Linked DNA regions of Rattus norvegicus: region 1 is linked to region 2. The links are chromatin contacts, called in public Hi-C maps. All regions are on one chromosome and are shown on one strand. The core of a region is the stretch at or near the end of the contact, and the rest is flanking DNA. Distances in the headings are between cores, read along the strand shown. Region 1 has its middle 24 kb from the start of Vdac1. Region 2 overlaps Tcf7 (transcription factor 7).

Region 1 (4,144 bases), core at 1,154-3,653, 75 kb after region 2:
GCATGCACTCGTCCCTATGGATTTGATGGGGACAACACATGGCCCATATGTGGATCAGAGGACAACCTTCAGAAATCTGTTCTTGCCTTCTGCCATGTGGAGCTGGTTGTCATGCTCCATGGCGAGTGCCTTTACACAGTGCGCCATCTCTCTGGTTGGAACCTGTAGCTTTACTCACTGTGGGCTTCCTGGATCACTGTGGCCCGTGATCTGACTGAAGGGCTTTGCAGAGTTGACTTTGCTGAGAGTTGCTAGACCTTTCCTTATACAGGTAGAAGTTTTTTCACCAAATGCCCAACTGCTCTTCAGTCTGGGCCCAGATCTCTGTCTAGAATGGGCTGAAGGTGTCTCCCAGGAAGGTGAGCTCACAAGGAATTAGCCATGTGTGGGGCTGGACTCTTCTGTGTGCTGGGCCCCCTCAAACCCCGGGGGAGGGGTTGGGGATGTAGCTCAGTGGTAGAGCGCTTGCCTAGGAAGCGCAAGGCCCTGGGTTCGGTCCCCAGCTCCGAAAAAAAAGATCCAAAAAAAAAAAAAAAAAAAAAAAAAAAACAACCCGGGGGAGGCAGTGTTGGCTGGGTGTCCAGAAGGGTCAGAGATGGGTGCACAGTGTGGGTACCAGTTACGTCTACAAACACACAGACTCACACACGGAGTGTTCACACATGGAACCACGCACACGGGTGGGGAGGTGCACACCCAACCTGCACAGATCACATGTACACACACACACATAGCTCTACATTCAAATGCACAGACCGGCGTGTACACAGAGACGCACGCAGCCGTGCACGTCTCATGTGCACACAGAACTTTGGTCTGTGGAAGACAGATGACCCTGTGTGCATTGTGGGAACTAAGATGGCAGCTAGCTTTGTGAGTTCAAGGACACCTGGGGCTTTCCTGTGGGCCCAGCAGCTGAGGATGCAGACAAGAAAAATGGCTCAGGTCTCCCACCGGTGGGGAGCAGACACCCGGATGCTGGCTGCCGTTGGTGGGGCCGTTAGCATGCACCTGTGCCAAGCAAGCTGCTTGAGGGTGGGAAGGAACAGAGACCCCGTGCAGATGTCACGCCAGCAAGAGGGGGTGAGCCTTGAAGCTTAGGTTCTACAATACAACTCACATTGACCCTAGAGCGGGCTCACAGGAGGGAAGGGGGGAGAATCTGGCATTTCAGTATAGTGAAGAGACTGTGTGGGATCCAGAAGAGCCCCTGCTTTGCTGTTAGAAAGGCACCATCTGCTGCTTTAGCCTTCTTATTTTATTTTACAGGTTATTATTGTGTGTTAGGAAGCACACAAACAATGGGTACCTAGGTTGAGGTCAGGGGACAACTCTGAGGAGTCAGTTCTCTCCTTCCGCTTTTATGTGCATCTTGGGGAATCAAACTCAAGTCACCAGGCCTGAGCAGCAATCGCCTTTATCCTCTGAGCCATCTTGCCGACCCTGCTGCCTCAGCTTTATCATCTCTGAAATGGGCTAATGAAGATATCTCCCTTTGGGGGTGCCGGGAGGACCAGATGAGAATGGGAGTTACTGCTCTGCTCAGTTCCTAAGAACTAAAAAGATGGCAGCCTTTAACAAAAGCCTATTCATCCCCATCCTGGGCCACCAGAGTAAGGAGCTGTTGGTGAGAGTCCTCTGTAGTCTGTTCCCACTGGGGAGTTGAATCCTGCTCCGAGTGGGTTAGTTCCTGGCCCTGATGTGGTCCAAAGCTGTGCTGGTCTTAGTCTGACTTGCTGTGTGTCCTTGAGTAAGTTGCTTTGCCTTTCTAAACTCCAGCAGCCTCATCCTCTCTAGCTTAACTAGCTGGGAAGCTCAAATAAAATTGTGCATTTAAAACCATCTGGCGAGGCCAGGAATCAGCTGGGAGCCACTCTGGTTCAGGCTTTGGAATATCACTCTCAAGGCCACCTGCCAGTTACCATCCTTCCAACTGCTGCTCACAGGTGCCCATGAAGGCTGTCCCCATCAGCCTGTCTCCTACACCCACACTGTGTGGACACCATGGGAGCCCAAGAAGTACTCTAGTCTCTGCTCTACTATGTACACTCTCCTGGAGGCCTGCGTCTCAGAGCTTCCCATTTCACCAGGAAGCTCATATCCAACTGGCCGGATGGACAGGACCTGACTGCACGCCCTGGAGACAGCCTGTGCAAGATGGGCCCAGTCTGTCCCTTGGGGCAGGACACCTAGCCTGGGCCTGTGAACTAAGGGATGGAGATGAATTTGCACCAGGGGCTTGATCCAACCTAATCCATTCCTACCCATGTAAGGAAGTCTGGAGCCATTGAATGGGAAGCCTGGCCCTGTCTGGGCCTAGTCATCCTCAAAGAAATGTTACCTAGGGTGAGTGGCAGCGGCCATGGCTGCAGTCCCTCAGAGTGGTGAGCAGACAGCATTGCTGCTGAGTGCACCCCCGCCCCCGCCCTGCCCTGACTCATCCAGAAAGCACGTGGCCACAGGGGACTCTGTCCCCTTTGCCTTTGGTTTCTGCTCCCCACTCAAACAACCTTGTTTTCAAGTGAAAACCCACAGAGCGCTTTCCCCGGGCTCTGATCCCCGAAACAAACAAAGGATGTTGGTCTGTGTTTTGGTTTGTTTTGAAGCTGCAGAAAAGAGAGGGAAATGGGTCACCTCAGGAACTCCAAGAGTGGTGGCTGAGGGCTGTGTGGTGGCCTCCGTGGTGGTGTCTAGCTCCAGAGGAGGATGGCTTGGCAAGGTCACCCTGGGTGGGCTCTAATCCTCAGGGAATGACTCCCCCACACACACTGGATGCTCTGACCCGAGTGGAGGAACCCTATGGGGCTCAGGAGCACACAGGAAGGCAGCAGGCTGGGATCCTAGGCTAGACTGAGAGACCCTTTGCCCAGTGACATTGAACAAAGCTTGTCTTTCTCTGAAATTCCGTTTCTAGGCTACCAGGCTCAGCTCTGACCCTGAGCTGCAGGGACCCAAGGCCATCGGGAAAGCCCTGTCAGGCCTGAGGGGACTTCCTGCCTCTTTCCACAACTCAGAGGAGGCTCCCACAGCACCTGGGGCCCAGGTTTTATGGCTATGCCCTTGAGGCCTGTGGCTGTTCCTCAGAGGTGTGCAGGTCCTGGAAGCCATGAGGAATAGTCTAGAACCTTTTAGCTTTGACCTTTTTCCTTCTTGCCGGTGCAGCAGCCTGAATGGCAGCCAGCCTCTGAGGGACTTGGTTTTCAAGGAGAGGTCTCAAGTAACCAGGACTAGCCTGAATCTCACTGTGTAGCCAAAGATGAGCTTTCCAGTCTGAACCTACTGTTTCCACCTCCCAAGTGCTGGTGACCCAGGCGTGTACCACCACACAGTTAATCAGCACTGGGGTTTGAACCCAGAGCTTTGTGCGTGTTAGGCAAACACTCTACCAACAGCTGCATCTGCAGACATTTCTTGTTTTGTTTTGACATAGATCTTACCGTGGAGCCCAGGGTGGCCTTGAACTCATGGCGATCCTCCTGCCTCAGCCTCCCTAGTATTAAGGATAAGTCTACCTCAGTGTTCATGCTCAGGTCAAGCCAGTGTGTTTTGGCCGTGTGTGTGTGTGTGTGTGTGTGTGTGTGTGTGTGTGTGTGTCCTTGATCCTTATTGTGAAAGCCATGGCTCCTCTGTTCCAGCAAGCTACACACTCCTTATTTTGCACATTATGTAGGGAGGCTCACAGGTCTCCCTGCCGAGTCCTTGGCCAGTTAAAGAAATGCATGCAGGAGCCTCCCAAGGCCCCATTTCTCACTTTTGAGATGTCATAGTAAACACAGGGTGCTGCTGTCAGAGAAGACATCTTATTGGTGGCCAAAAGATAAGGTGGAGACCCCAACCTGGGCCCTGTTTGGAGGTTCCCCTGCCCCTGGAAGAGCTGCTGGCACCATTTGCTTTCACACTGGCCGACACAGGTTTGTGGGAAGCTTTGGGTGGAGGGGGCTCTGCAGCCCACCCACTTGGGAGAGAGAGGCAGGCGCATCCCTGTGAGTTTAAGGCCAGCCTCCTCTACAGAGTGAGTTCCAGGACAGCTAGGACTACATAGAGGAACACTATTTCAAAAAAACAAAACAAACTCAAAACAAAACTACAACAACAAACAAACAAGACACACATCGCACGTGGAGCCAGAGGAAGGTGATGGTGC
Region 2 (4,211 bases), core at 1,485-3,984:
GCTGCCTTCTTGGGAAGACAGTCTTTCCTGCTGCTGGTTAGAGACCTACTCAGGCCACACTGTGATTAATGAGTAAAAGGCAGGCCAGTGGTCTGTTAAGACCCAATTCCAGCTGAGAACAGACTCTGGCCAACAGTCAGGCCTGGTCCAGGCGTAGTAGACCCTTCCAGTAGGATGGTCACAAGTGTGGCTCAAGCAAGCACCAGAGACCAGGAAGGACCCCATTCTTCATACAGCTCCACCAAGGTTGGGACAGACTGGCAGCACACAGGCCACCAGAAAGCTGCCTGCCTATCAGGCAGCTATGAGAAGCAGTAGCCTCTCCTTTGGTGGTTTATACCACCACCTTGCTCAGGTCCAATTTCCTCACCTTCTGGAGAATAAATTGCAATAGGGTTGAGACAGTAGCCAGCATTCCTACCTCCCTAAGGGAAGTGTGTCAGGCTCCCTGGGGAATGCTCACAGTTACATGGATTGCTAGCTCAGAGCTTGGTTAGGCTTAAGCTACTGGCTACAGAGCTGGCAGCTTGGGTCTCAACAAGCTGGGTAGAGAAGGAGCATGGGAGGGCAGATAGTGTCCCTTTTTCTCTGTGCCCACACTTACCAGCTCACAGTATGGGGGAGCTGTCCCATGCTGCCTGAGGTCAGAGAATAAAATCCAGAGAGATCAGGGGTCTGCAGCGGTCTGTGAACTCCTGTAATGGAAAGAGGTCAAGTTAGCACATCACCCTGACCTGGGAGGTGGGGACAGTTACTATACCTTAGAGCCTTCTCTAGAGGCCTCTAAGATCCCCCTGCTTCCTTTTACTAGAAGCCCAGAGAGAACTACCCTGGAGTAATAACAGTGCCCTTTGGATAAACCAAAGGAGCAAGAACTGAGGTGCTGAGTGGCTTGCCTTAGAACACTGTTGGACACAGGCAAAGCTTGGAGTCCTGGGGAATGAGAGGCCAGCTCTCACCAGTTCCTGGTGCTCTGCCTTTGAAGCCTCTGCTTAAGACTCTTGCCTGGCTCTTTGAGTAGAAGGCAGCCCTTAGCCTAGAAGAACCTGGCCTGAAGAGGCAGGGTTCCACTCAGCCCAGGGTTGAGTCAGCAGGTTTCCCACAGCTGACAATGGTGGATTTCAGAATGACTTTGGCTGAGGCTGAAGTGAATCAGCCATCACAACCACCACTTTCCATTTTCTCACTGTGGGGAAAGGCCGTGAGTTTTACAGCTGCACCAATGCACAGATAGATGCTGCTCTCACACCGAAATGGAGAGCCAACAGTCTCACAGCCAATCAGGATTGGGTCCTCCTCCCCATGCCAGCAGCCTCACATTCTGATTGGTTGCTCCTCCTATGCCCTCAGCCTCACAGCCAATCAGAATTGGTTCCTCCTCCTCATACCCTCAGACTCAGACCCTTTTTGACTTTAAAAAGAAAACAACCCCTCTTCCTCTCCCCCCCAAAAAAAACCCCAAAAACCCTCCAAGGCAGGATCTTGTTCTGCAGCCCAGGATTGTCTGGACTCATAGCCTAGGCTGGCTTCAAACTTTCAATCATCCTGCCTTCCACTCCAGGTTCCTTTCTGACCTTTGGGGCCAGGGTTTGCAAAGTCCCAGCCTTTTCTGTTATGAAATGTGGGCCAGCCTTTGTGGCTTCAGAAGCCAGGAGCTTGGACCCTAAGTTCCCACCTCAATGGTCACCTCCCATCCCTGGCCCATACCTTGCTTCTGGCTGATGTCCGCTGGTGCAGGGGTAGGGTGTGGACTGCTGAAATGTTCGTAGAGTGGAGAAAGTTGGGGGACGCCATGTGGGGGCTGGCCGGGCTTGTTATGCTGGAAAATGACCAGGAGGCTGGTGAACATGGAGCGTTCTGGGGCAGGGGGATGTGAGGGTCGGGGCATGCAGAACTTCAGTGAGCTCTGTAGTCATCTCATCCTGGCAGTCAAAAATCACAAGCTTATGGGAAGAGGGCACTCTACACTCCTTGTGTCCTGTGGTACTGTTTCCCTGCCTCCCAGTCTTGCAGACTGACTATGCAGTCCCACCTCCTAGTGAGCCTCTTCTAGGACACTCAGTGTTTCTCCTGCCCAGAAGTCCTTCCTGACCTCCTGGGTCTATGAAGCTCAATGGCTGTCTGCAGCCGTCCCTTCTACATCTCCCAGACTCTTCCACCTGAGCTCTAACGGCATGTGTTGGCACAGGGAAGGAATCTCCTTTGGCCCTTGATTGGGGTGAGGTCAGGTGGGACCTGGCTCCCTCCAGAGACAGTCTGTCCAGACTTCATTTTTCTGGTTTCCTTAGCACTGCAGGACTATTACTTTTCAGTCAAATGGTTCTATGTCAAAAGATGACTCAGCAGGTCGAGAGAGAACTCGGCCCAGCCACAAGGAGTCGCTGCCAGGCTTGGTGTGCATGCCCTTGCAGGCCAGAGCTCTGTGGATATCTACAACTGAGGTAGGCCAGCTTCCACCCAGACAAACGTGTCTGTTGAAATGCTGTTGGCTGAGAGCACATGGGAGTGACTGCTCACTGTGGCACAAAAGAAGAAATGAGACATCTCGGAACAAGACTGTAAAGAACACCTGGGAGAAGTAAAGCAGATGAAGTTAGTCACAGGCTTGTCAGTGGGACAATCCTCAGTCCTTGGGTGTCTTCTCCTGGAAGTCAATGGCCTAGCACAGGTCCCTTGCTTGTTACTGGGCTATTGCAACTCTAGGGCAAAGCCAGAGGCAAAGCTGGCACGAGGCCTCTGGCTGGGCACGGCTCCAGAGATCACAGACATCCTGGCCTACCCTCTCTCCCGGCAATCCTGCCTCCAGCAGCAGCTGCACCTCTCCCTCAAGTCTTGGCCTACTTCAGACCTCCCTGTCTTAGATAAACGAGAGTTGATGTCTGAAGCTGTGCGCGTTGGTGCTCAGTCCTTACATCCCAGACTCAGGAGGCAGAGGCAAGTGGATCTCTGAATTCAAGGCCAGCCTGGTCTGCATAGTTCCAAGCCCGCAGCATCCAGAGCTACATAGCATGTCTGTCTATTAAGGGAGGAGAGACTAGCAGTGAGCTGCATGGACACGTCAGGCACATGCCACTAGGGGACAAACAGGCTGCTGTTTCCTGTCTGTGAACCGTCTCCCATCTACCACCTCACTCTTCTCTCTCAGAACCCCTTATTAGGTCCAGCCTCATTCAGTGACCCCAGATCTCTGCTCTCAGTCTCCCCTCAGCCTAGCCTGTCTCTTGCCCCGAGACCTGTCAGCATCCGCAATGACCTCCAAAATGCTGAGGACCATCACCATTTCCCCAATCCTTTGCCCTCATGAGAGACTGATCCCTCCTCTTCCTTTAAACCAGGTTCCATCACTTGACTTTCAGAATACTCATTGCTTCATTTCCCTCCAGCCTTGGAGGCGACTCTTCCTTTCAGTCCTGGAGTTGATTCTCCCATCCACATTGGTATGGCTTTACACATCTTCAGGCTGGGGGCTGGTGAGATGGCTCAGCGGTTAGGAGCAAATGCTGCTCTTGGTGAGCCTATAACTAGAGCTGCAGGGAATGTGACAGCCTCCCACAGCACGTGCACGTGCACACACACACACACACACACACACACACACACACACACACACACACATAAAATCTGGACAATGGAGCAGCATCTACCTGACGACTCCACCTTTCCTTTTATCCCCTGAGACCACTTCTTACTATGTAACCCAGGCTGTCCTGAAAGTCACTCTGTAGATCAAAGTCAGGGTTAGTCTCCCACAGAGATCTCCCCTCTCTGCCCCTTGCGTGCTGGGATTAAAGGTGTGTGTTACAATGTCTACCTGACTCCCGATTTTGCTAGGAACTCTACACTCCAACTCTAGGCCTAAAATGTCTCCAAACTCCACTCTCACATAAGCACTCTAGTACTGAGCTGTATCCTCAGCCCCCACATAGAACCTCTGACTCTGTGAGTTGACCTCCTCAGTTACTGGCAGCTCCATTCTTCCATGGAGCGGCTGTTCAGACCAGACAACCTTGTAGTGTCTTGACACTGACCCTCCACTTAGCGGGTTATAATGTTCTACCTTCAAAATCTAGACTCCAACCACTTCTTATCTCCTCCACCAGTCTGAGCCACCATTCTCACCTGGACCACTGAGCCTCTCTGCCCCTTAGCCAGGTTCCAGCAGACAGAGATCGTGTCACTGCTGAGGCCTCCCTGACGTGACCTAGTGATAG

What was found. Hi-C and Micro-C count contacts between places; a contact is called where the count stands out from the background.
Region 1: a Hi-C map of the A7r5 cell line shows a contact between it and region 2, with 6 times the contacts expected there. The contact joins two enhancer-like sites. A contact is called at or near these places in 12 of 12 Hi-C or Micro-C datasets (the A7r5 cell line, the Rat2 cell line, Schwann cells and 7 more) and 1 of 1 datasets of contacts at active chromatin or transcription factors (oligodendrocytes).

What each region holds. Positions count from the first base shown.
Region 1 is chr10:37,006,733-37,010,876 of GRCr8, forward strand. No RefSeq gene overlaps it. Among named protein-coding and RNA genes, the nearest start is that of Vdac1, 24 kb to the right of the region's middle. Within about 2 kb of position 2,404, at least 19 of the 93 cell types and tissues checked have an H3K27ac peak or open chromatin away from gene starts, as enhancers often do. A contact at or near this core is called in the A7r5 cell line and liver, where this site is marked.
Region 2 is chr10:36,931,872-36,936,082 of GRCr8, forward strand. It overlaps Tcf7 (transcription factor 7), which reads right to left. Exons shown (of 10, transcript NM_001427430.1): 4 at 1,708-1,819; 5 at 605-695. Among named protein-coding and RNA genes, the nearest start is that of Tcf7, 20 kb to the right of the region's middle. Within about 2 kb of position 2,735, at least 19 of the 93 cell types and tissues checked have an H3K27ac peak or open chromatin away from gene starts, as enhancers often do. A contact at or near this core is called in the A7r5 cell line and liver, where this site is marked.